6 separate regions of the Mus musculus genome follow, and all the other regions are linked to region 1. A link is a contact called in public HiChIP or PLAC-seq, Micro-C, capture Hi-C and promoter capture Hi-C data. All regions are on one chromosome and are shown on one strand. Each heading gives the region's core, a stretch centred on a gene start, on an enhancer-like site or on the middle of the called end of the contact. The rest is flanking DNA. Distances are from core to core; before and after follow the strand shown.

Region 1 (4,098 bases), core at 394-2,893:
AGATAGCTTTGCAAGTGATTATTCAGGAAGATATGTTAGAATCCCATTACCCGCACTAGGCTAGATTAATTATTAATTCTTGGATAAATCGCATATGCATATTACCTTTAGTAGTGAGTACTGTGCGATCAGTCCAAATGGTCCTGTTAAGTACTCATCCCACACTATTGCCTGTAAGAGGGGAGAAGCACTCAGAAATTCCACCACCAGCAACAGAAAAGGCAGTTATAACCAGTAAGAATATAATTTTATAAGGTTTAATATTTTCCCTGCCCCACCCCCACTTTAATTATGTCTAGTTGTATGTGTCTGTGCCTGGGTATGTGCAGGTGGGTGCGGTTCCCCTCAGAGGCCAGATCCATCAAATTTCCAAGGATCTGGGGTTACAAGTGGTTGTCTGTAGGTGCCAGCAACTGATCTGGGCTCCTCTGGAAGAGCTACACTCCCTCTTCACCTCTAAGCCACCTTTCCAGAATATTCTTCTAAAAGTTAGAGTTAGGATTTTTAAAGGCTCTGGTCACATTATAGCCTAAGGGTCGAAAAGAACCTTCCACAAAGGGGGAAATTTCATGATACTGGCATCAAAGATCCCTGCTTCCTCCAGGAGAAACACTTTGTAAACCTGGTCCACACAATCTATTATATCTGATTTCGACATCATTTTCAGTTTAATACTGCCCCCTGTGATTTAATAATCTGCCTTTTTGACTCAATGACTTAGTTGGAGCTATGTTTACAAAACTGATTCTTTTTGGGTGGGTGGGGGTAGGGAGTGTTCTTGGTTTTTTCAAGACAGGGTTTCTCTGTGTAGCCCTGGCTGTCCTGGAACTCACTCTGTAGACCAGGCTGGCCTCGAACTCAGAGATCCGTCTGCCTCTGCTTCCCAAGTGCTGGGGCTAAAGGCGTGCGCCACCACTGCCGGGCCCAAAACTGATTCTTTGAGCATCTGTTTTGTTTTTTTCTTCAGATTAGAACTTCCCATTCCCTGTAGAGGGATGGGGTATGATTAATAAATCTCAGAATAGAGGGAAAAAATGCTTAAAAGAAAACCTCACAGCATGGCTCATGCCTGTAGTGCCAGAGGCGAGAGAAAGGAGGAGTGCCGGCAGGAACAGTCTATATAGCCAGGAATAGGCTCAAAAATAAAATGGAGAGCCGATCCCAGCACTCAGAGGCAGTGACAGGTGGATCTCAGTGAGTTCGAGGGCTACACAGCGTTACCCTGTCTCAAACACTGAGAGGAAAACAGGAAGAAAGGAAATTCTATGAAGTCCCCGATCTAGACAAAAAACGATCCATGTTGAAGTTACGAAGTGACAGCTTGTCTTTCACAAGCTGTGTGCCGAGGGCTGTGGGCGTGCGTGCTTCCAGGCTGGAAAGGACAACTGTCTCGCAGGTCGGGGAGCTCCCGGCCAGGGGCTGTCACTGAGCGGGCGACCTGATCGCCCCCACGGCCTCGCACAGTCCCGCCCGGCCAAGCTTGGTGGCGCCGGGGCCCTGTCCCTCACCTTGCTCCCAGCGCACTTGTCCAGGAACTCGCGCAGCTCCCGACGCACCGCCTCGCGCAGCACGTTCAGGTTCACTCGCCCGTACGACAGGTGCGCCGCCATCTTGCCCGGGCACCCGCATTTCCCCAGACGCCGCCTGCGTCACGTGACGGGACGTTCACGTGATCCGAGTCGCTGAGGCACATTGAACGCGAAAGGCGGAGTCCTGCTGACAGTGATGCTCCTTCAAGGTCCTAGTGCGCATGCGAGGAGGAGTCCCCTCCCCGCCCCTTTCTAAAGTATTTCCCTACCATGCCTAAGAATGGTGAGCAGTGAAAATTGACTTTGTTTGTTTGTTTTCGAGACAGGGTTTCTCTGTGTAGCCCTGGCTGTCCTGGAACTCACTCTGTAGAACAGGCTGGCCTCGAACTCAGAAATCCGCCTGCCTCTGCCTCCTAAGTGCTGGGATTAAAGACGTGAGCCACCATCCCCAGGTCTTAAGGATGGAATTTAGATGTTATTTGTCGCGTTTAAAAGCACCATCCTTGTGTCTTCACAGCTAGAATACTGGTGTAAAATGGCGATCGAGGCCAAACTACAAAATGCACCTTACTACACCCAGTAAGTGGTTCAATCGCAGAGCAAGCTTATCTCTCCAAGTTCAAGGCCAGCCTGGTAAACATAGCGAGCTCCAGGACAACCAGGGCTACACAGTGAGACCTGTCTCCACATAAACAAACAATAAATGGACTGGAGAGATGGTTCACCAGTTAAGAGCACCTGCTGCTCTCCCATAGACCAGGTTCCCAGGATCCACAGTATAGCTCGTGACCATCTGTAACTCCGGTTCCAGGGTGTTGTGTTTTATAAAACAAGAAAAGGAAGCCAGGGATATGCTTGATAGAGTGAGGTATGGTGAGGTGGAAGGTGGTGCCTCTGCGAGCTTATGCTGAGACATCCCTTCCCCATGAGGTAACAGCCATATGACGGATATAGTATGGAATAGAGTTTATTTAGGGCATGGGGAGATGGGGAGGGGAGTTGAGGAAGGAGGTGGGGAGGGGAGAGGAGGGAAAGGGGAAGGGAAAGAGAGAGGGGGAGAGGGAGAAAATAGAGGCGTAGAGGCCGGCCAGGAACACGTGGAGACAGACAGGAAAGGGGAAAGGAGAGAGAAGGGAGAGGGAAGAGAGAAGGTAAGAGAGTGGGGGGGGGGGGGCCGCAAGCAGCCTCTTTTATATTGAGTCAGGCACACATGGCTGTTGCCAGGTAACTGCGCAGCAGAGCCTGGAAGAAATGCTAACACGGGATCTAGTGCCCCTTTCTCACCTAGGAGAGCAAGGCACACAGCACTGATAGATACTTTCAGGCAAACACAGTTTAAAAAATAAGAGAGAGAGATGGCTTAGTGGGAACACGCTGTTCTTCCAGAGAACCAGAGTTGGGGTTCCAGCTCAAAACTGCCTGTAACTCCAGCATTCCAGTTCCACATCCTCTATGCCCACTTCTGATCTCCATGGACTCACGGCAAGTTAATGATACTGAAGTTGAGAATAATAATCTGTTGCAAGGTATTATTCTTATTTATATTTTATGTAAATGAATATACTATCACTCTTCAGACACACCAGAAGTGGGCATCAGATCCCATTACGGATTGTTGTGAGCCACTGTGTGGTTGATGGGAATTGAACTCAGGATCTCTGGAAGAGCAGTCAGTGTTCTTAACCACTGAGCCATCTCTCCAGCCCCCACAAGATATTATTTACAATGTTTTTTTTTTTAAGCATCTGTGTGGGGAGACAGTCATTTAGTAGATATTCAAAGGCAAACACTAACACTTTTGAGAGTTTCTAAAGAGTTGTGGATTACTAATCAGAGATGGAGTAGCACAGCCTATAATCCCCACTGGGGAGGCAGAAGAGGAGGAGAGTAAGTTGTGAACCTGTGTGGTCTACATAGTAAGGCCTTATCGCAAGGTCTGGGGATATAGCACAACGGTACAGGTACAGTGCTTGCTAGGGCTTGAAAGGCTTTTGGTTTGACCCCAATCACTAAGTAAATAAATAAATAAATGGAATCAAACATTGCTGTAACCAGAATACTGAAGCTTACGTTTCCAGTTCTCATAAGAGTCAGTAAAAAGAGACAAGAATACATTATTAAATTATTATTAATTATTAAAAACTTACTTTTAGGGGCTGGAGAGATGGCTCAGCGGTTAAGAGCACTGACTGCTCTTCCAAAAGTCCCGAGTTCAATTCCCAGTAACCATATAGTGGCTCACAACCATCTGTAATGGGATCTGATGCCCACCAGGTGTGTCTGAAGAGAGCCACAGTATACTCACATACATATTATGTGTAGGTGTCTGTGTTTGTCTGCATGTGAGTTTGTACACATGAGTGCAGGCACCCTCAGAGGCTAGAGGCGTCAGATCCCCTGGAAGCGGACTTATAGCCATGGTTGCTGGAAAACCAATAGCCGGCCTCTGGAAGAGCAGCAATGCTCTTAACCACCAAGGTGTGTCTCAGCCCCACCAAGAATGGAATCTTTAAGTTGTGCTGTGTTCAGAGAGCTAGTGACCTGAAAGGGTGATACAGGGGTGGGGAAA
Region 2 (4,595 bases), core at 1,481-3,980, 360 kb after region 1:
TTTGACCCAGTAAACCACTTCAACACTATCATAAGCTAAGGGCAAGTCCTGATACAACTCATGGATGAGGGTGCCAGGCAATGTTACAATGTTGGAGCTTATAAATAGTACAGACTGGGTACAGAAATGGTGCAGCCTGTGGTAGGATACTATATATTTGAAAATGCCTTTTCCAAGAATATTAGGAACCTGTTTGGTGATGTTGACTAAGACTGCAAATTTGTTTTAGACATTTATTCTTCCTGTTGGGAGTGACAGATGCTCAGCAGAGCCAGGAACTCTTACTCTGCCTATTTACCGTGGGGTAAAATTCTAACCAGTTAAAAACAGCTTCTATCTGTTTTCAGTCTATAGTTTGGGAAATAGCAATTAAACTATCATACTGAGAAACTAGTCATTTTAATGAATCGGGTGAACTTAAGTTTTGAAAATCAGGTGTTAACATGTGAAAGTCTTTTATCTTTTAAATGCCTTAAGTGTGGGAATATATGTAGCTGGGCAGAAGTGCTTACCTACCATGCTTGTAGCGTCACAAACACAAGTTGTTAAAGATTCCTTCAAGAATGTAGAGTCCACGAAATCATTATGTGAAAACATCCTTCCTTGAATGAAAGGATGCTTTTTTTGTTTGCTTTAAAGTCTTAGAATAAAATGTGTAATAAAGATGTGAAGTTAAGGGCTACAGAGATGGCTCAGAGGTTAAGAGCACTGACTGCTCTTCCAGAGGACCTGAGTTCAATTTCCAGCAACCACATGGTGGCTCACAACCATCTGTAATGAGATCTGGTGCCCTCTTCTGACATGCAGATATATATGCAGAACACTGTATATAATAAATAAATATTAAAAAAAAATAAGAGTGAAGTTAAAAATGAAATTCTTCGCTAACTGAATTTGGCTAAGTGGGGACATTTGGCAAATCAAGTGCACCAGTCATGGCTATCCAGTGTGTATTCTGGTGGTGGTTTCTTGGTGCTGTAAGAGTCCTGGTATAGGTACTACACCCTCGGTGTTCATGGAAGACAGGTCAGTGTCCACAGACTGTGCCCCCTTTGGGTACGATGCCAACAGAAGCTAGAAGAACCTGTAGGGGCCCCTGAAGCTGGAGTTAAAGGTGGCTGTGAGCTGCCTGCCCATTTGCATGCTGGGAATGGCACTTAGCACTGTTAACCACTGAGACCATCTCTCCAGACCTGAAACAGTTCTTGAAAAATGCATTTTCAACCCTTATCCTTATCATCAGCAGGTGTTACTGCTAGAAAGTAGTCTAAAATTGCCCTTATTGATAATGTGACTTTTTTCCTTTCACTTGAAATTTAACCTTCCCCCTAGTTTTAAAGGTTGATTTTAATTCTAATTGTCATAATCTTGTTTTGTTTTGGGTTTGGGTTGTCTTAGAGCTTGCTCTGTAGACCAGGCTGGCCTTGAACTAGGACCTCTGACTCCGGAGATTTAAGGATTTAAGGTGTGATCAACACCTGGCTAGTTTTTTAATCTTTTTGCTTTTTCATTTGCTACTTTTTAGTTTTTCGAGACAGGGTTTCTCTGTGTAGCCCTTGCTGTCCTGGAACTCACTCTGTAGATACCAGGCTGGCCTTGAACTCAGAAATCCGCCTGCCTCTGCTTTCTGAGTGCCGGGATTAAAGGTGTGCGCCACTCATTTGCTACATTTTTATTAGGTCTGTAGCATGTGGTAAAGAGTTTGCATCCTGATGGTGACAGAGATTCGATCCCTAGCACACATATAATTTTAAGTTCATTTATTTTGGTGTGAGTGTGTGTTGGTGTGCAGAGATAAAACAACTTTGAATTCTCTCCTTCCACTGTGGAATCCTAGGATAATTCTCAGGTGGTCAGGCCTGGGTGGAAATAGCTCTTAGGGTCCAGGGTTATTCTGCTTGCCCCCACCCCCTTCTGACTCCCTAACAACCATAAAACGAAAGGCCGAAATCCTAGAGCCTGGGAAGAGGATGGCTGGATAGCCCTTCTGGCATAAGTGGTGGACCTGCCTCAAAGGTGATGATGGAAGGCCTCTGGAGGGAGACTCTGGAAGTTGCACTGATGCGGGAATGCACAAACATGGAAATAATGAGACCCAGAATTCCCGTAGGTCTCCGTCGTTTCTCCGCGGGATCCAGCAGTATTATGGTAAATGTGGCTGGAGAGATGGCTCAGTGGTTAAGAGCACTCACTGCTCTTCTGAAGGTCCTGAGTTCAATTCCCAGCAACCACGTGGTGGCTCACAACCATCCGTAATGAGATCTGACGCCCTCTTCTGGGGCGTCTGGAGACAGCTACAGTGTACTTACATATAGTAAATATATTATATATATTAATGATATAATTACTAAAATATCTTTTTAAAAAATAATAACATGTCACGGTTCTCATCACTACTAAGAGCAGATCGATGATCGATTGACTGGCAGACCCTCTGTCTCCAATGATCTTGGTTCAGACCAGTGCTGAGAGCCCGGCCCGGTTCTTCAGACTAAACATCCACAGGGAGGGACCCAGGATCACTGGGACCTAGAAACGGCTTTTAATTCACTTCGTCTTTCCCGCTGCGACGCTCTGGGAACCTTAGAGGGGCCGAAGGCTTCCGGCGTGGGAATGAATATAGGTTCACGTTCTTGATCCGCGAGCGAGCACAGGCGCAAGTCTCGCGAGAGCATCACTCCTGCGCAACGTCCGAGTGCGGCCCGCCGGCTGGCCCGGCGGTTTGAGTGCGCATGCGCGCATGCGTAGCTCTGAGGGCGCGCCGTCCTGGGCTGTGGCTTTGCCCCCGCCGCTGCGGCCGTGCGCCTATGGCGTCTCGGAGGTGACCCGCTGCTGGCACCAACTCTCTCTGGGGGCGGGGGAGTCATCCATGAACCCTTCGGCGACCTTATACCGGCGCCAGGTGAGCGCCGCCGCCCCGGGACAGGGCGCCGAGAGGCCGGCCCTAGCTGGGACCCAGCGACGAGGCACGAGCACCGGAGCGCTGCTGTTGAACGTTGGCAGGGACATTGCCCTCCCTCGCTTATTTAACAGTAGCCTAGCGAGTGGACCGACTTCTTCCTTCCCATTGACAGTCTCGAAAGTGAATTTGCCCAAGGATTGCACTTAACGTATCAGTGTAGGGTGACACGAACACTTTTTGTATGATGGGTTTATTACCTGGTTACCTCCACTGAGCCCCGTCCCCCCCTCCCCCCGCTGCCACCCCTAATAGACTGGAATCCAGGTACTGTGACTTGGAATTCCAAGTTCTTTTGTGTGTGTATTTAGGTACTAGTAACTGAAAGTCATTATAAGTCTTTTTCAAAGTACTGTCCGAAATCATATACATGACTGCCCTATGAACTTGTCGTGCCCTCCACGCCCTGGGTAGACCATGCTGGCATCGCTCTGAACTCCCCCTGCCTCCTGAGTTCTGAGAATATCCGTGTGAGCCGTCATATCCCAACGTTAAATATCTTTAACTTGGGGGCTACGCTTAGCTTGGTGGTAGAGTTGTCTTGCACGCATGGGGCGAGTTCAGTCCCCACCTTTCCTACACAAAAACAGAACATAATTCTGTACCGTATGGTTTGGTTTGGTTTTTGGTTTTTCAAGACAGGGTTTCTCTGTATAGCCCTGGCTGTCCTGGAACTCACTCTGTAGACCAGGCTGGCCTCGAACTCAGAAATCCGACACCTGCCTCTGCCTCCCAAGTGCTGGGATTAAAGGCATGTGCCACCACGCCCGGCTGGCATCTGAGTTCTGTGAGTTCAAGGCCAGTTTGCAAAACTGACAGGGCTGCATAGCAAGGCCCTGTCTAACTGTAACTAATAATAATAATGATAGCTAATGCTGAGTGATTACTATACTCCAGGCACTTATGACGACTATAGGTCTGTAATTCCAGCTATTGTGGAGTCTGGAAATTTCAAGGACTCAGAGTGAGCCCCTGGGCAAGGCAATTTAGTGAGACTAAGTCTCAAAAGGTTATTTCCATAAAAGGCTGTGGAGGTTAGAGAGATGGTTTGATGGTTGGTTAAGAGAACCGTTTGCTCTTCCAAAAGACCTAGGTTTGATTCCCAGGGCCCCCCTATTGTTACTCATTAATGTCAGCAGTTCTGATAGCAACTTCCAACCTCCACAGGCACTGAGCCTGCAAGATACACAGATGAACACGCAGTAAAGCACTCATACACAGAAGTAACAATAATTAACAAATGCTGTAGATATTGCTCAGTGATAGGGCATTTGTCTAAGAGTACTGCCGTTACCCTTTTACGGGTAAAGACTGAGAGTGGGAGATGCCAGGTAACCTCATTAAGGTTATATAACCATGATGTGGCCAACTCCAGATTCAGGTTGATAGGACGTGACATACATTGGACTTTAAAACGGTTAGTCACAACCAGATGCTGGTGGTACACGTCTTTAATCCCAGCCCTTGGGAGACAAAGGCAGGCGGATGTCTTGAGTTCAAGGCCAGCCTGGTCAACAGAACAAGTTCTAGAGCAGCCAGGGCTCTACAGAGAAGTTCTTTCAAAAACACAACAACAACATAGTGATAATAATAACCAAGAAAGATTATAGGTAATTTTTGTCTTGTAAGCACCACC
Region 3 (4,272 bases), core at 871-3,370, 320 kb before region 1:
TGAGCCATCTATCCAGCCCCCAACGTCTAGTTTTTATTTATGTATTTATTTATTCATTCAATCATCCGTTCATTCATTTATTTATTTTACTGCTTTTATGACCTCCGGAAGGGCTTCCTGACACTTGAGGGAACCCCACCACCCAACCCCCACCGAGTTTTTTGAGCAGGTCTCCGTTTCCCCTCCCCTACGAATGCCCAATCTGGAGAAAATAACTGCAAACACTACTTTCGTTACATCTTGTCCAACTTTAGGAAAGTCAGAATCGCCAGTGTAGGGGAGTAGCTCTTGTGGAAGTGTCCTTTAGGAAAAAGCTGTGGCGTGAGCTGCTAGCCCGGCAGGGGGCAGGCTGGTCCGCCTCGAGGCCGCTTTCTGGGCACGTGATTACCATCCTGCTTCCTTGCTTTCCTGCGACTAGCCGTTGCCATAGGGACGGAGCTTGGTTGGCAACCGTCACTAGGGAGTATGGACAGGAGCCCCTGGAGGTCTCTTGGGATTTCCCGAGGCTGGACGACCCAAGGCTTTTGAGAAAAGAAGTGGGAGCGTCCCTGTAAGTGCGAAGTGGAGGGTGCGGCTCGGGTTGGGGTCCGGGCCAGGCAGCGGCAAGGGTGTGGGACCTGGGAGGTCCCCAGGAAAAGAAACTGGTGGCTCCTGGACCTCGTGGTAGGATAGACTTGCGCACCTGTGGCATTGCCCCCGCCTGGGTGTGGAAAATGTCAAAGTGGCATTTTTTTCAAACAAAAGAACTAAATTCTAGCTCTGTCGTAAGTCGTGCCTCCCAGGGCCACAAACTTTTTCATTTCCTTTTCCTTTTCCTTTTCCTTTTCCTTTTCCTTTTCCTTTTCCTTTTCCTTTTCCTTTTCCTTTTCCTTTTCCTTTTCCTTTTCCTTTCCTTCCTTCCTTCCTTCCTTCTTTCTTTCTTTCTTTTTTTAGAAAGATTGTGCTGGCCTAAGAACTCGAGTGATCCTCCTGTCTCTACCTCCTGAATCGCAGTATTACAGACATGGGCCTAGCCCCCTGCTCCCAAACTCTTGCTTCATGTAGGTGCAAAATGAGAGAATGTATCAGAGGAATTAAATTTTTTTAAAAAATGATTTTATGTGTGAGACTGTTTTGTCTGCATGTATGTATGTGTACCACCTATGAAGTTCCCGCAGAATACAGAAGAGGGTGTCAGATCCCCTGAAACTCAAGTTACTTATGGTTCTGAGCGATCGTGTCATGGCTGGGAGTCAAACCTGGGTCTTCTGAAAGGGCAGCCAGAGTGCTCTTAATCACTGAGCCATCTCTCCAGCCCAGAATTAACTTTCTTTCTTTCTTTCTTTCTTTCTTTCTTTCTTTCTTTCTTTCTTTCTTTCTTTCTTTCTTTCTTTCTTTCTTTCTTTGCACATACCATGTTGAATGTGTTGATTTGGGAGTTAGTTTTCTCTTCTGGCCATGTGTTTCCCAGAGGAGGGGGCTCTGTCTACCTTAGACTTAGGGTCTCACCTGCCCCAGAGGTCTTTAAAACTCTCAGGTTCTTTGCAGAAAACTATTGCTTTTATCCCCATAGTACCTGATATCCCCCACCCTGCTTTTTTTTTTTTTTTTTTTTTGGCAAACACTTTGGGTGAACCTGTGTTGAGCATTTGACATGTATTGCCCCAGTCTGCAAATCATGTGAGAATGTAGGATTATCATTTTTATTTTTTTGCCTGTGAGCAAATTTGAAGAAAGGGTAAAATGGCTTGCGTCTAGTCACAGAACGAGGCTAGCGGAAGTTGGAGAGGAGGGAACCTTTAGCTGGCAAGCTTACACTTCAGTCATCAGCCCATCTCCCTCTCTTCTTCCTCCCAGCAGGGTTTTGCAAATGCTTGCCTTATGCATTTTGTTGCCTGTGGGAATATGAATTATTTAAAGTGAGAAGACTCTAAGATCAGTCCTAGAAAGATGGGAGGCCCTGGAAGTCAATATTTTAAAGATTTCTGAGACTTGAGCTGGGCTTTCCCAAGAAGCTGCCATTCTTTTCTTCCCACAGGAAGGGACCAGAGCTGCTTCTGCCCATTTCGACGTGTTAGCACCTCAGGAAGCCGGCACAGGAAATAGAGGGACCTGCTGAATCTACGTTAAAATTTCTGTAGCGGAAACTACAGAAGAAATGTCAGATACAGAAGAAAACCCCCTAGAAGAATCAAGAGAAAGTGGAGAGATGGAGGAGGAGAAGGAGGAGAAGAAGGAGGAGGAAGAGGAGGAAGAGGAGGGGGAGAAGGAGAAGGAGGAGGAGGAAGAGGAGGAGAAGGGGAAGGAGGAGGAGAAGGAGGAGGAGAAGGAGGAGGGGAAGGAGGAGGAGAAGAAGGAGGAAGAGGAGGAGAAGGGGAAGAAGGAGGAAGAGGAGGAGGAGGAAGAGGAGGGGAAGGGGAAGGAGGAGGAGAAGGAGGAGGAGAAGGAGGAGGAGGAGAAGGAGGAGGAGAAGGAGAAGGAGGAGGAGGAGGAAGAGGAGGGGAAGGGGAAGGAGGAGGAGGAGGAGGGGAAGGAGGAGGAGGAGGAGGAGAAGGAGGAGGAGGAGAAGGAGGAGGAGAAGGAGGAGGAGGAGGAGGAGGAGGAGGAGAAGGAGGAATATAATCCAAGTTTTGAAGAAGATGCTCTGCAGCAGAGCCTAACTGAGGGCTCACTGTCATGGGAGGAGTCTCAGGAGGATGGAGAGGGGCTGGAGGAGTGGGTGGAGAAGGAGGAGCAGAGAGAGGGAGAGGAAGTGAGAGGGGAGGAAGAAAGTGAAGTGAGAGGAAGGGAAGAGGAAGAGGGATGGGAGGAAGAGAAGAGCGGTGAAGAGGAAAAAAGTGAGGAGAGCGAGAGAAGTAAGGAAAGGGGAGGTGAGGAAGAGGGCCAGGAGAAGGAAGAGGCGGAACATGAGGGGGAAAGGGAGGAGGGAAGAGAAGAGGAAGAGAAAGAGAAGAGTGTGGAGCGGGAGGAGGAGGAGGAGGAGGAAGATACTGAGACAACTGAGACAAAAGCTGGACGAGCCAAGGAGGAAAAGAAAGAGAAGCAAAACAAAACAGCCCTGGTGGACAATATTGTCATCAGCCATGAGCCACCCAGGTCAAGCTCCTCCCTGGTGAGTCCTCCCCAAGCTCATCCACCCACTTACTCAGAATCATCCTCCCTGGTGAGTCCTCCCCGAAGCTTGTCCACCCATTTACACTGAATTGTCTGTCGCTTGGTGCTTGGCATGTGCCAGGCTGTGGGAGTACAAAACCAAAGTGAGACAGTCCCGAGGTTGGAGAAACAGCCAGGCCATTAAGAGCCCTAGCTGTTCTTACTGAGGGCTGAATTTTGGGTTCCCAGCACCCATGATGAAATGCCTTATAACTTTAGATCCAGGGAATTAATTCAATGTCCTCTTCTGGACTCCTTGAGCACCTGCACAACACACACACACACCACATAAATACACACATTAAAGAGAAGAGAAAACCATATGCTAAGTTCAGTAATTTTGAGATGCCTAGGAGGGTGGTTTAATCCAGTTTGGAGGCAGGTCAGTCCAAGCTTCCATGAAGTGTGTACCTAACTTGTAAAGGGTCAGTAGGTCAGCTGAAGGTCTTGGGACTGAGTTCCTGTGATATAATAGTGTGAATTTCTCACAGCTTGCTCCCCCCAAGAAAGAACCCAGCCCTGGTCCAAGGACAAGACTCCTAGTGGTGTTTCCAAGAGCCTACTGTGTGGCCTTTGGTGGGTGGGTCTGTTAGGCCAAGAGTTAACCTGAACACAGCCTGGATTCATTTCTTTAGTATAAAATGTCCCAGGCTCCCTTTTGTTTATTTACTCTCCATTAGTTTAAATCCGGGATGGGTACAGCATCACACGGATTCTGTGTCCAATGGCCTTTGCAGGAAGGTTGCTTCGGAATTTGGCACGAACCATACCGCTGTTTCCGTGGGCCCGAGTTACCTTTCCCCAGATCACTCTGGTTTTGTTTGGTTTACCTCCAGGAGTCACTGTATTGTTTTTTGCTTTATACACATAAGCACATCTCTTGCCTAAGTAGAACTCCGTTTCATCTCGGGCATAAACGCCTTCAATTTTAAGAAGAGCCGTGTGCTCTCTTTGGTTCCGGAGACCTCGCTTGTAGCCAGCAAAAATGGCCTTGCACCACAGCCTTCCAGACATACTTGCTGTTAGAAGTCCTGTTCCCAGCAGGCCTCCACAGGCGCCAAGATGGCGGAAAGAGACCCAGGCTCCCTTTTGAATCACCTGTTAGCCTGAGACTGGCTGGCTGGACATGAAAACAGGCAG
Region 4 (4,323 bases), core at 1,807-4,306, 400 kb after region 1:
GCCTTCCAGAGGAGTCTATCAAGTGGCAGCACACATGAGTCAGCCCAGTTAAGGAGGACCTGTGGGTTCTCCTCCAGGTAACGCTTAAAACACAGACAGGATCTGTAACCCTACCTACTGGGGGCCAGGCCCAAGGATGGCAAACTTAGGGTACAGAGGGAGTTCAGTGCCAACTCAAGCAACTCTAGTGAGACCTGACTTCAAAACAAAGTAGAAAGAGGACTGGAAATAGAGCTCATGGTTAGAACGACTTTCCCAGCATGCACAAGGCCCTGGATTCCATCCCTGGTCCCTCGCACATACAAATTCATTGTGAGCACACCATGTAGCTTTGGAGGCCCTGGGAGATAACTGGGTAAGTAAGCCCTGCTTGCGTTCTGGTAGGGAGGGAACACAGATCTTAAGTAGTCACGTGGAAGACTGGTGTTATGAAATAGAATGGTGAGATACTGAGACATAGGTCAGGGTGGAGGAGTCAGGGAAGCTTCCCTAGAGAAGTAGCATCTGAGCTAGCTGCAAGGTAAGCAGCCACTCAACCAGGCAGACAGGAAGAGAATTCCAGCTATAGTAACAGCATGTGCAAGGTCCCTGAGGCTCTGGAAGGAGCATGATGCATGCGCAGACTTGAAAATCCAGAATGGCGCAAGACGGAACTGCAGAGGGGCTGGGTGCATCCTGTCTGTGTGTCAGCGAGGTGGTAGCTACCGCAGCACACAGTCATTTTCAGTGAGCCCCAAAAAACTTTGCCCAGTTGGGGTCTAATTTGTATTCCCCTGGGGGATGATTAAACAGCGATTACAATTTACTAAAAGGGGGATGGCAGCAAGTTAGTGACATTCAGTCAACCACCAGGCCCCTCTGCTCAAAAGGTCTGGAGATGGGCTGGCGAGATGGCTCAGCAGGTTAAGAAACACTGACTGTTCTTCTGAAGGTCCTGAGTTCAAATCCCAGCAACCACATGGTGGCTCACAACCACCCATAATGAGATCTGATGCCCTCTTCTTGTGTCAGAAGACAGCTACAGTGTACTTATGTATAATAATCAATAAATCTTTGGGCCAAAAAAAAAGAAAAAGATGTCTGGAGGTGAACCTTAATAAACAAGACAGTGGAGTTTCCATCTTTGTGCCCCGGAAATGCTTTTTCTAATAGCATACATTAACAGTAAAGTCTTCACTCTGTTCTCTACTCTGTGGGGCTGGTTTATTCTTTCAAAACCTTCATTTTATATGCCAACTCTTTTTAAGTCACTATATAAACTGGGTTGGCCTCATTTACACAGAGGCCACCCCTGCCTCAAAAATGCTGGATTTAATGGTCCCATGCTTACCCTCACACCTGTTTGTTTGTTTGTTTTTAATTAAATTGATGTGTTTATTTTGTGTATATGTGCATGTGCATACCACAGCTTGAATTAAAGGTCAGAGGACAACATGCAGGGATCATTTCTCTCCTTCCCCCATGGGGGTCCTGGACATTGAACTCAGGACCTCAAGCTTGGCAGCAAGCACCTTTACTTTCCCATTTTGTTGACCCTCAAGCCCATTTTTAAAAAACAAGGTCATGTACCAGGTGCTTTACTAGGTATGGAAAGCAGAAGGCTGGTCAGCACAAGGCCACCTTGACCTTCAGCTACTCAAAACCTCACCCGCAGATACATTGTAATAGCCATAGGGACTCCAGTATCATTACAAGTGTGCTTGTCTGGAAACCTGGCCGATCTGAGACCATATCCTGAAGGCATCATTTTGCAACAGTGTGAACCTAGGCTCGAAGCCCTTCCCCTTTTTTTTTCTTGGTCTGCAAAAATACCACCAAAACTTTAAGATTGAATGGGGTCCTGCTGACTGGATGCCTGAACACCACGCCCAGCGCAGTAATAGCCTCTATTGACGAAAAAGAATGGGAACTTTTGATAATGACAGGCCACTGTAGTAGATGTTCTATACCCAGTGGGGGCTGGTCTTTTGTATGGAAATCACAGGATAACTGGTTTTTGTCCCGTGTGAGAAAAAGAGTCCGAGAAACAGCTGGCACAGAACAAATCGGCTCATCTGTTGTGTTGTGTGTTTTTTTTTTTTTTTTTGACCATGGCTATTTAGTGACTTGCTGAGGATTAGGGACAAGATAATAGGTATAAGGGGTTTAGCCCCATACCTGGCAAATAGGTTTTAAGTATCGGCTGTTGTTGTTACTCCTCATATTTTGGCAAAGGAGCTTTTCATTGATTGGTATTAGATAAAGCACGGCTAATCTCTTAGTGGCAAAGACAGCCTTGTCCAACTCTGAAATGTTGAGTGGATGTCAACACAGTAAGGAATGAGCAATGGGAAAGAAAGGGTCCGTCTGGGTCCTCAGAGAGCGTCACCTGACCTAGGAGACAGACGGTCAGGTGTCTAACTCATGACAGCATTTCCTATCTCAGGGAGTTGATACTTCATCTCAAAAAGCAAAGACTTGAAGAGATGGCTGGGCTCCCAACAAAAAAACCAAAGAAACCTGCAGCGTGGCTACTGACCAGACTCAAGGAGACAAGACTCTTATTTGTTCCAGTTTTCCCCCTACAGGTGTAGAGAAAGACCCAACGTGATTTTTCCTTTCTTTGGGGAGATGGTAAGAAGGTATGTAGCCAAGCTAAGTGGGTATTTGTCCTTGCATCTGATCTGTCAGAATTAGGGAACTGGTGTGTTGGGGAATCCTGGAGAGCTAGAATTGTGCAAGGAGACAAGGACAGGTGTGCAAGGGACACTCCCAGGAAGTCCCGCGGGAACGAAGCGGATGCAGAGTCTTGGGGTTCAAGGAGTCCCGGGGGACCAGAAGGGGTGCCGGATGGGGCGTCCCCGGGGACTGGAAGGGTGCAGGGCAGGGCGTACTGGGTGACAGAGGGTTGCATGGCAGGGTGTCCTGGGAGTCCTAAGGGACCACAGTGGTGGCTACTAGGCATCCTAGGGTTGATCAAGGGATGCAGTGGGCGGGGCACGCCAGGAGTCCCGGGGACCCGGCGGGGGCGGGGGGCGGAGCGTTCGGAGCCGGGGAGGGCGGGGCGTCGGTTGGACAACCGGAGTGACTGGCGGGAGGGGCTGCGGCTCCTCCCCGTGCGGCGCGGCGCGCGGCCTCCGTGTGCCTAGGCTTGAGGCGGGCGGTGACGCCTCATTCGCGCGGAGCCGGGCCGGGACACGGTCGGCGGCAGCATGAACAGCATCAAGAATGTGCCGGCGCGGGTGCTGAGCCGCAGGCCGGGCCACAGCCTAGAGGCCGAGCGCGAGCAGTTCGACAAGACGCAGGCGAGCGCGGGCACGGGCTGGGCGGGCGGTGGCGGCGGCGGCCCTCGGTGCGCTCGGCCCTGCGCGGACGGTTGCGGGCTCCGCGGCCCCGGGCGGCGCAGGTGACCGGAAGCCGCGCGACAGCGGGGCTGGGCTCCGGGATGCGGACGCGGCCCAGGTGCGCACGGCCGCGCGGGGCCCGGAGCGCCCTCTGCTCGCCGCCGCCTTTCCAGGGAAGCTCCCGGCTTCCCTCGCTGCCGAGCTGTTCGCACGGCCGCACAGTATCTTATTATCTGCTCGGGTGAAAAGTTTCACGTAGGTCGCCAGACTTGTTTGCCCGCGCGGGGGCCCACTTATAAATAGGCTGCCACCCCCTCGTTAAACACCGGCGCCTGACAGACGGAAACTTCCCAGGCTCCTTTCCTGCGCTCCCACGCGCCGCTCTCCCAGGAGAGGGCCCGACCCGAGAAGGTGGCGTGGAAAATTGAATAATGGCCCTGATGCGCATTCATTCATGCATGGCTTCTGGGGACCCACTGTGCAGGTGTTGCTTTGGTTTTGGGTTTTTTTTTTTTTTTTTTTTTTTAAGACAGGGTCTCATGTAGCCCACGCTAGCCTTAAAAATCCTCATCCTCCTGCTTCCAGACGACCACCACCAACACGTCTGCTTCCCTCCTTTTTGTTTTACAAACTCTGCCCTGTTCTTAATTAAGTCTTGGGTGGACTCATGGAGGTTGGCGGGGGGGGGGGGGTGCGGGGCGCGGAGGGGTGTCACTACTTATTTGACTACGAAGTCAGCCCAGACCGAAATGGCTGCTTTTTTTTTTTTTTAAGCTTTAGCAATAAAGGAAGCCAAAGACTCCTCCCACCTGTATCTGAAGCAGGTTGGTGACATTTGCATTTGTGGGTGCCCCACTGGCGAGTTCCTTCCCCCTTGGTCAGAGCAGAGAGCAAGGACTCTCTGTGGTTGCTTTCAAAACAAGTTAGCACAAGCAGTCTCCACTAGCTTTCAGTTTTGAAATAACAAAACGGGAGGCCTCTCACCTTTGTGCTTATGATG
Region 5 (4,517 bases), core at 1,003-3,502, 290 kb after region 1:
AAAAAAAAGCCCACTCTGGTCTGATTCTTTTTTTAATATACAGCTATTAATAGCAATGTTCACCGAACTGCAAAGGGAAGAACTCCGCTGTAAACTTTTCGGTATAGCCTTTAAAACCTAACTACCTTACATATTCCCCACCGGTGCCGTTCCCCTTGGCTGTCTCAAGGCAGGGCTCTTCTGCACCCTTCTGTGTTTTTGCAGTATACTAGATCTTCCTGCTAGGATACAGTTCATAACCCAGGTCTTAAGTAAGAAGACCGTTTCTGTGAACCCTAACCCAGACAAAATGCTGCAGCAGCCTGTGTCTCCTGTCGAAATTTATTGAAATGGTAGATGTTAAAGTACAGAAACCCAAGTAATGAACCGCCCCCCCCCCCCCAACCATGGACACAGTTGAATTCCTTTTACTAAGAAACGCAGACAGAGGAGGGAAGCCACTGTTTCCCCAAAGCCTTTTAAAGCTCAGCTGAATTTGTTATTGTTTCTCTCCAGCACTGAGTTCAGTCCCTCCTGGGGCTAACCCCCTCTTACCACCTTTGGAGACTTGGAGAACAATCAAATCTTTTGCATCTCCTCCCCTCTTTAGCATTTCTGCTAAAGTCTGGCTGAAAGGTATACTGGTCCCACCGAACACAAGTGACCAACTGGCTTATCAGTGACATCTGGGTAGAGATCCCCTCCAGTTTCGTGGATCTCCTTGTCCTCACTGGGGCCCACGGACAGGCTAGGTAGGACCCTAGGACGAAGAGCCATCCGTGACTTTGAGCAGAACTGAGGTGTGTCTGGGTGCATCTGGGACTCAAACTCTGCAGGACTCTGTCTTCTTCAGTCCTGTAAGCTTGGAAGGCTGAGAAGTTTCCACTGTCTGGAAACTCTGCTTTCTGTTCCTCTGAGATTTTCTATGGCTGCACCTCGCAACCAAAACTGCTCACTGCACCACGCCGTTTCTCTAAATTCGATTCTCCGAATCTAGAAGTTCCAAGAAAGCGTAAGCCAAATCTGAAGATGTTACCCTGTTCAACGAACGGCCAAATCGCCTCTCCAGAGAGCACAGGCCTGAGCGGCAATCTCCCTTCTTGTCATAGTAACTTAACGAGATGTGGAAGCCAGATAAGGGGGGCTGCCTGGCTCACTGGGGTCAGCCATTAGCGCCCCTGGAATACTTCTGGTTGTGCTGGGGTCCCCCGTGAGCTCCACACTAGTGCTTCGGTTATTATCGGGTTCACCCAATGTTTTCTTTCGAAGGCAGCGGTTGATACACGTGGAGAAGAAGTTGGGGAAAGATGGGCTGGAGAAATAGTAGACCACAGGGTCCAGCATGCTGTTCATGTAGGTAAAGCTAAGGGTGGTAAAGAAAGCCAGGTCCACCGAGGAGTAGATGTCACAGTTGCGTACGTTATATTTGTAGAGAAGCCAGAAGATGCGGATGCGCACAGCCACACTGGGTAGGAAGCAAATGATGAATACAATAGCCACCACCATGATGAAGTTGATGGCCCTCTTGATCTTGGCATGTCTGTCCATCTGTCTCTGCCTCAGGCTCCAGATGATCCTGCCTGAGCAGAACAAGATGATGGCCAGGGGCAAGAAGAATTCCAAGAGGAACATAGCATCGTGCCACCTGAAGTTGTAACAGATGCTGAAGCTGCTACACAGATATGCCTCGCCATTTTTGGTCATCATGTTTGTATAGAGGAGGTGGACAGTCAGGCCGATGGTGAGACCCCACAAGAAGCAAGAAATGATGGCCGCCGTCCGGTTGGAGATCTTGTTCAAGAAGTGGTGTGGATGGACCACCCGGAAGTAGCGGTCCACAGCCACCACGGTGAGGAAGATGATGCTGCCCTGTCGGTTCATAGCCAACATGAAGAGCATCACACGGCAGGGGATGCCTCCGAACCTCCAGTCCCAGTTATGGACATAGTTGTCCGTCAGGAACGGCAGGCAGATGATCAGGAGAAAGTCAGCCACGGCCAAGTTGAACAAGAAAATCCGGCTGGATTTCCAGGACTTGAGGTGGAAACAGAAAATCCACAAGGCAAGGCCATTGCCCAGGAGTCCGAACACAAATTCCAGCCCCAACACCGGTGGCAAGACCTTGGCGATGTTTTCATCTCGGAACACACAGCAGTTCTTGCCGTTTATCACTAGAAAATGGTCTGACTTGCTCATGAGTGGATCTGGCCAGTCCAGCTTCAGAGTGCCTCACCTAGCGAAGGCTCAAGGCGAGTGTGTGTCTGTGTGGTGAACGTGTGGTTCAGCCCTCGGCTTTATGTCATGTCAGGGTGTTGAAAGAGATGACTGAATGGTTACCAGGAAACTACGAAATCATTTAAAAAAAAAAAAGGCTAGCAAGGCTCTTATGCAACTTACTGTTTGCATAAACAAGTAATAAAAAAAAAGTCCCCTGGGCAGACGGGAACCCACAAATTTTTCTAAACGTAAAGGATAAGTTTAGGCAAGCCGACTGTCAGAGGTGGACGAGTCAGATCTGAGGGCATTCCTTCTGAAGGCTGCAGGCATGCATGCTGGCTAGGTGATTGGCCTCGGAGAATCCATTCACTGCAATTTGCTTAGCTGACAATAATTAATAAATTAACAAGGGCAGTAACCATGCACTGTGCTAAAAGAACAGTCAGGCTTTCCAGGAGCAGTAAGAGTTCGTGTGAAATTCTACTATGCATTGGTAATGTGGATACGGTTTCCTCTGTCTGTCTGTCTGTCTGTCTCTGTCTCCCCCACCTCCTTGTTTTCTTTCTAGGATTTATTTTTATTTTTGCATGCCTGTCTATGTGGCTATGTACATACAACAACAGCCCCAGAGGCTATTGGATGCCCTGGAGCTAGAGTTATAAGACAGTTGTCATCCACCCCAATGTGGGGATAGGGAGCTTAATGCAGGTCCTCTGCAGGAGCAGCGGGTGCTCCTAACCCCCAACTCAGTTCTCTAGCGCCGTGCTCTTTTTCCTTTTTTCCTTCCTCTCAGATAGATGTCTCCTCTTGTTACGTCTCCCAAGCTGGCTTCTCCATCTTCCTGCTTCTTCTTCCCGAGTGCTGGGATTGCAGACACAGCGCCTGGATGTGTGGTATTCGTAGAAATGGCTCTGATTTCAAGCCTCAAGAGGGTGCAGAAAGATAACATTTCCTTTCTCTCTCTTTTTTTTAAAGTGTGATTAAGTGTCATCTTACAGAGTATCTACCATTGACTATCTACTTTGAGTTTGAAATTAGAAATTGGAAATTTGCCAGGTGGTAGTGGTGCATACCTTTAATCCCAGTACTCGGCAGGCGAAAGCAGGTAGATCTCTGAATTTACCTGCTCTACAGATCGAGTTCCAAGACAGCCAGGGCTAGACAGAGAAACTGTCTCAAAAAAAAAAAAAAAAAAAAAAAAAAAGAGGAAATGTGTCCCTTTAGCTGCCTACCCAAATCCTCAATGGCATTTGACGGACCTTGTAGTCTAGACTCAGGGTGACCTGATCTTGGATCCTATAGGATCAGGATACTTCATGGAGACTGTGACAATGAAGATGACAACTTTGAGATTGGTGGTGCCCACATTGCAGTTTCCAGTGTTCCAAATTCCATGTCTTGAAACTCCATGTTTGCCCATTTTTTTCAAGATTGATTTATTTATTTTTATGTATATGAGTATACTGTAGCTGTACAGATAGCTGTGAGCTATCATATGGTTGTTGGGAATTGAACTCAGGACCTCAGCTCGTTCCAGCCCCGCTTGCTCCGGCCCAAAGATTTATTTATTATTATATGTAAGAGCAATCTAGCTGTCTTCAAATGCACCAGAAGAGGGCATCAGATCTCATTATGGATGGTGGTGAGCCATGTGGTTGCTAGGATTTGAACTCAGGACCTTCGGAAGAGTAGTCAGTCCTCTTAACCTCTGAGCCATCTCTCCAATATTGTTTTTTTGTTTGTTTATTTTGTTTTGTTTTGTTTTTTGGTTTTGGGTTTCTGTTTGTTTGTTTGTTTTCAAGGCAGGATTTCTCTGTGTAGCCCTGGTTGTCCTGGAACTCATTCTGTAGACCAGACTGGCCTCAAACTCAGAAATCCCCTGGTCTCTGCCTCCCAAGTGCTGGTATAATATTGTATTTTTTAAAAGACTTTTTGAAACATGTATTTTTTTTAAATTGGGAGAGAGAGAGAGTCTGTGTGTCTGTGTGTTTGTGTGTCTGTCTGTGTATATATGCATGTGAATACAGGTGCCCTCGGAGACCAGCAGAAGGTGCCAGGTTCCCTGAGGCAGGAGTTGCAGATGGATATGAGTTACCTGATGTGGATGCTAGAAATTGAATTCAAGTTCTCAGCAAGAACAAGTGCTCTTAACTGAGACGGACATCTCCAGCCCCTTAAACAGGCTTCTGAGACAGCATCTCCCTATGTATCTCAGGCTGGCCTGGCCTCACTGCTGGCCACGATTGTCCTGTGTGCACGGAGTGCTGGGATTACAGGCTTATGACACGAACCCAGATCACTGCCTCTTCCTCTGCAATTGC
Region 6 (4,327 bases), core at 1,585-4,084, 500 kb before region 1:
CTACCATCTGGATTTGACTTATTTTTTTTTAATTTAAAATTTATTTTATGTTTATATGTTTTTCTGTCTGTGCACCACATACACAGGCACATGTCTGGTGCCTGAGGATTCAGAAGAGGGCATCAGATCCCTGGAACTGGACTTACAGATGGTTGTAAGCTGCCATGTAAATGCTGGGATTTGAACCTGGGTCTCCTGGAAGGGCAGCTGGTGCTCTTCACTGTTAGCCATTCTCTCGCCTGTTTTGTGGCTATTTTTGGAGAGTCCTTACTACACAGAGGAAAATATGTTGATAGCCCGGCAGTGGTGGCGCACGCCTTTAATCCCAGCACTTGGGAGGCAGAGGCAGGTGGATTTCTGAGTTCAAGGCCACCCTGGTCTACAAAGTGAGTTCCAGGACAGCCAGGGCTATACAGAGAAACCCTGTCTCGAAAAACCAAAAATAAAAAAAGCATTCATACACATAATATAAAAAAGTAAATGTTTTTTTTTTTAAGAGAGATATATTATTTTGGAGCCAAATATGAATGCCCATGACACAGGAACATAGGTTTAATACCCCAAAGTCCATGTTCCAAGGTGGTAATAGTTTGATGAAATTTTGGTATTAACTGAACAAAGATAGTCTTAAATCAAGACACTTGATAATACACTGCAAAAATCATTAAGTTACACCGAAATGGAGACATTCCACTTTAGACTTGAGGTGTTATCTGACAGCACATTTAGTCTTTTGATGACTAGCAGAAACTAAGGTTTTATTAAGTTAATACATTTTAAAAAGTTGGGTTTTTTTGTTTTGTTTTTTTGTTTGTTTGTTTGTTTTTTTGCCAGGCAGTGGTAGCACACACCTTTAGTCCTAGCACTTGGGAGGCAGAGGCAGGTGAATTTCTGAGTTCAAGGCCAGCCTGGTCTACAGAGTGAGTTCTAGGACAGCCAGGGCTACACAGAGAAACCCTGTCTCGAAAAACCAAAAGAAAAAGAAAAAAAAAAAAAAAAAAAAGAAAAAAGAAAAAGAAAAAGAAACCCTGTCTCAAAAAAAAAAAAAACAAAACAAATTTTTTTTTTTCATTTTCCCACTTTGATTGGTTGTTTTTTTTTTTTTACTAGATATTTTCTTTATTTACATTTCAAATGTTATTCCCTTTCCTGGTTTCCCCCACGAAAACCCCCTATCCCCTCCCCCTCTCACTGCTTACCAACCCACCCACTCCTGCTTCCTGGCCCTGGCATTCCCCTACACTGGGGCATAGAACCTTCACAGGACCAAGGGCCTTTCCTCCCATTGATGACCAACTAGGCCTTCCTCTGCTACATATGCAGCTAGAGCCATGAGTCCCTCCGTGTGTAGTCTTTGGCTGGTGGTTTAGTCCCTGGGAGCTCTGGGGATACTGGTTAATTCACATTGTTGTTCCTCCTAGTGGGCTGCAAGCACCTTCAGCTCCTTGGGTACTTTCTCTAGCTCTTTCATGTGACTGCTGGGAATTGAACTCAGGATCTCTGGGAGAGCAGCCAGTGCTCTTAACCGCTGAGGCTGACCCATCTCTCTAGCCCTTCTGGGGATTTTCATTCACAGTGTCTTCATAAGAGAGGGCACACAGAGAGGCCCTGTAACTACTGGTCAGAGAGAATGGAGCAATGCAGATGAAAGCCATGGAGTATGTAGGCTCAACAGTCACTGTCATGGCTACTAGGTAGCAAGGCAAGGCCCTACCCAGGGTCTCAGGAGTCATGACACTTTCGTTTCAGGTTGGTCGCTGTGAGATAAATGCACTTCTATTGTCTAGGCCACCCACTTGTAGCTAAGCATAGCCCTGTGAAACTAATGCAGGTGTCCTTTTAATTTTAATTAATTTTACAGGGTCTTACTGTGGAGCTGGCCCTGAGCTATGTAGACCAGGCTGGTCTCAAACCCACAGAGATCTATCTGCCTCTGGCCCTGGAGTGCTTCAATGAAAGGCATGTGCCACCCAAACTGCAGAACACACACCCTTAACCACTGAAGTTTTTCCCTCCAGCCCCGACAGGCATCATTTGATATTTTATTTGTTTGTTTGTTTGTTTGTTTGTTGAGACAAGTCTTACTACGTTGTCAAGGCTGGTATGCAATATCACACCCAGCTGCAGGTGTCATTTGAATGAGGTTCCAGGAGTGAGCAAGAAGCCACTGCATGATGATTCAGAGGGAGGAATGTCAAGTCAGGATAAAAACAATGGCCGGAGAGCTGGATTTAGGGCAGGGAGATAGGAGGTGTGGTTGGAAAAGCCAGGCTTGTGCAGGTCTTTTCGGACTTGGCACGGAAAGGGAGGCAACTGTATTCCATAAACTTGGTGGTTGTGGCTTTTGACTGACAGCACCAGCTGTCAAGAGTCACCCAGTGTCTTAGAGGACAGGGATGTATCTAGGCTGTATTGGTTGCAATAAATATCATCGCCAGCGTGAGATGACAGAGCCAAGTCTGCATTTTTCCCATCCTGCCCTTGACCTTACTACGCGGTCACTGTCAAAGCTGTCATTTCAGGGCACTGGCTTTGGCCTAGGTCAGGCAATGTGAAGGAATACATGAATTTTCCCTTTACCTCCTCCAAATCATTTCCACCTCACTCTCCCACAAAGATAATCTAAGTAACATAAGCCATAAATGCAGCTTACACATAAACCCTCCACCCACTCCGACGAGAAACCTACTACCTACACACGAGGAGTGAAGAGACCCAAAGAAGACTGAAGAGTTGCACCCGCCACGAGGCCAGAGCCCGGGGGATCGCCCATGCGCATGCGCGGGCCCCACCCTCGGGCGAGGGGGTGAGGCTGGCGCCGGGGCGGGGCCCGTGACGTCAGGTGCGCGCGTGGCTCCGGCTGCGCAGGAACAGCTGGTGCCTCGGGAGGCGGCTAGTGAGCGGGCGGGCGTGGGCTGCTGGTGGCCGGACGGGTCACGCTGCGGGTTTCGTCGCCGCCGCCGCCGCCGCCTTGCACCATTGCACCATGTCCGGCCAGCTGGAGCGTTGCGAGCGCGAGTGGCACGAGCTGGAGGGAGAATTTCAGGAGCTGCAGGTAGGACCGGGCCACCTGGTCCCGCCACTCTTGCTACCTGCGGTGCTTGTGCCTTCCCTATCTAGCCATCCCAGCCCGGAGGTGGGGCGATAGGACCCAGACGGTGGCCCGGGCTGTGCGTCCGATGGGCTGGTGGGTGGCCTGGCGCAGCCCCTTCCTATGTAGCAGCGCTTTGGCTCCTCAGTCTCTTGGGGCGCCCCTCATTCTCGCGCCCTCTCATCCACTCTTTGCTCCACGCTCTCCCTTCGCTACAGAAAGTTCGTCTCTGGCCCCCGAGGCAAGTTCCAGGTGTGTTCACGAGGAAACTGTGATACTCAAAGGACACCAGACCAACCCCCACACAAGGGATCTTCCCCCCAACCCTCCAGTTGCAGTTGGCTGTTCAACTCCTTACTACACGCTCTGTGCTGGCTGGGCAGCCCTCGCTGCAACTGCGGTTTGAGAGTTGTGCTTGGCTGCTTTCATCTTGGCCCCTTAGGCAGTTTTTAAGTCTCAGAGACCCCTCAGTCATAGCCTTGACTTTGGGAGCTCTGATGTGGTTCTGCTTATCGGCTGCTGCGAGCTGAGTTTACCATTGTGGATGGCAGGCATCTGTCAGTTCTGACAGCTGGCTGCCTCACCCGGTGATAGAGGGCTGCACCCAACCCCTCACCGTTTTGGCACAGAGCGTTCCACCTGGTGTGTTGAAGGTTGGTATAAGAGCTGGGCTCTTGAGAGGATAGCATCGCCACCCGGTCCTATCAGGAGGGTCCAGAGAGGCCTCAGCTATATGCTCTGGGGACTAGAGACTCAGGAAACCTTGGGGACGGCCAAGAGGAACAACACATGGCTTCCTCGCATTCACTCTCTCCTCCTCTCAATGGTTACTTTGTCATTCCCCTTGTCCCTGTAGCGTTCTCAGTTGGGCTGACCTCCTGCAATGTCCAGAGGAGAATGCTGTCAAGGGAGGTCTGTGATGGGTCTTTGTAAAGTGAGGCTGCCGATGTTACAGAAGGATGCCGGTGAACCTGAGCAGCAGATCGGCATGGGCAGAGACTTAAGAGACCCAGGACTGTCATCCCTTCGTAGTCCCTCCAGCATATATGGATGGGTTGGTGCCTTCTCTTTCAGATCTGAGGTCTTGGGTTCCTCATAGTTCCCAGAGGATCCCTTTTGGTTCCACCCACGGGGAAAAGACTCAGCCATATCCTTAACAATTTTTCCCACTGGGCTGTGAAGCCATGCCCAGCCACAGAGCCAGTGAGTGGGTCTTAGAGTTGGGAGTGGGAGAAG

Evidence for each region. Promoter capture Hi-C pulls out the DNA fragments that hold promoters and counts their contacts. Hi-C and Micro-C count contacts between places; a contact is called where the count stands out from the background. HiChIP or PLAC-seq counts read pairs in DNA pulled down with a chosen protein or histone mark. Capture Hi-C pulls out chosen DNA fragments and counts their contacts.
Region 2: a promoter capture Hi-C map of liver shows a contact between it and region 1, with 2.1 times the contacts expected there. The contact joins the promoter of Ccdc62 here to the promoter of Vps33a in region 1. A contact is called at or near these places in 2 of 484 Hi-C or Micro-C datasets (B cells and uterus), 3 of 115 datasets of contacts at active chromatin or transcription factors (T-cell acute lymphoblastic leukemia, memory CD8 T cells and microglia) and 3 of 9 other capture datasets (adipose tissue, liver and pancreatic islet).
Region 3: a contact with region 1 is called in an H3K4me3 HiChIP or PLAC-seq map of bone marrow-derived macrophages, with 5 times the contacts expected there. The contact joins the promoter of Wdr66 here to the promoter of Vps33a in region 1. A contact is called at or near these places in 7 of 39 promoter capture datasets (the 3T3-L1 cell line, the C10 cell line, cranial neural crest and 4 more), 15 of 115 datasets of contacts at active chromatin or transcription factors (the 230-238 cell line, the NIH/3T3 cell line, the SCID.adh cell line and 7 more) and 2 of 9 other capture datasets (adipose tissue and embryonic stem cells).
Region 4: a contact with region 1 is called in a Micro-C map of embryonic stem cells, with 2.2 times the contacts expected there. The contact joins the promoter of Hip1r here to the promoter of Vps33a in region 1. A contact is called at or near these places in 1 of 484 Hi-C or Micro-C datasets (embryonic stem cells), 1 of 115 datasets of contacts at active chromatin or transcription factors (memory CD8 T cells) and 1 of 9 other capture datasets (adipose tissue).
Region 5: a promoter capture Hi-C map of the SN4741 cell line shows a contact between it and region 1, with 4 times the contacts expected there. The contact joins the promoter of Hcar2 here to the promoter of Vps33a in region 1. A contact is called at or near these places in 3 of 39 promoter capture datasets (the SN4741 cell line, cranial neural crest and maxillary cranial neural crest) and 4 of 115 datasets of contacts at active chromatin or transcription factors (the 230-238 cell line, embryonic stem cells, intestinal villus epithelium and 1 more).
Region 6: a capture Hi-C map of embryonic stem cells shows a contact between it and region 1, with 3 times the contacts expected there. The contact joins the promoter of Tmem120b here to the promoter of Vps33a in region 1. A contact is called at or near these places in 1 of 39 promoter capture datasets (pre-B cells), 2 of 115 datasets of contacts at active chromatin or transcription factors (bone marrow-derived macrophages and embryonic stem cells) and 2 of 9 other capture datasets (adipose tissue and embryonic stem cells).

What each region holds. Positions count from the first base shown.
Region 1 is chr5:123,571,372-123,575,469 of GRCm38.p6, forward strand. Vps33a (VPS33A CORVET/HOPS core subunit) reads right to left here and starts at 1,644. Exons shown (of 13, transcript NM_029929.3): 1 at 1,509-1,644; 2 at 106-171. The coding sequence starts at 1,610.
Region 2 is chr5:123,927,959-123,932,553 of GRCm38.p6, forward strand. It overlaps Ccdc62 (coiled-coil domain containing 62), which reads left to right and starts at 2,731. Exons shown (of 13, transcript NM_001134767.1): 1 at 2,731-2,902. The coding sequence starts at 2,741. It overlaps Denr (density-regulated protein), which reads left to right. Exons shown (of 8, transcript NM_026603.4): 8 at 1-874.
Region 3 is chr5:123,251,668-123,255,939 of GRCm38.p6, forward strand. It overlaps Wdr66 (WD repeat domain 66), which reads left to right and starts at 2,121. Exons shown (of 21, transcript NM_001370840.1): 1 at 2,121-3,091. The coding sequence starts at 2,138. It also overlaps the pseudogene Rpl35a-ps6.
Region 4 is chr5:123,970,572-123,974,894 of GRCm38.p6, forward strand. It overlaps Hip1r (huntingtin interacting protein 1 related), which reads left to right and starts at 3,057. Exons shown (of 32, transcript NM_145070.3): 1 at 3,057-3,284. The coding sequence starts at 3,192. It overlaps Gm46922 (a long non-coding RNA gene), which reads left to right and starts at 3,297. Exons shown (of 3, transcript XR_001784954.1): 1 at 3,297-3,807; 2 at 4,098-4,147.
Region 5 is chr5:123,863,264-123,867,780 of GRCm38.p6, forward strand. Hcar2 (hydroxycarboxylic acid receptor 2) reads right to left here and starts at 2,253. Exons shown (of 1, transcript NM_030701.3): 1 at 307-2,253. The coding sequence starts at 2,175. The coding sequence ends at 1,093.
Region 6 is chr5:123,073,441-123,077,767 of GRCm38.p6, forward strand. It overlaps Tmem120b (transmembrane protein 120B), which reads left to right and starts at 2,835. Exons shown (of 12, transcript NM_001039723.2): 1 at 2,835-3,055. The coding sequence starts at 2,987.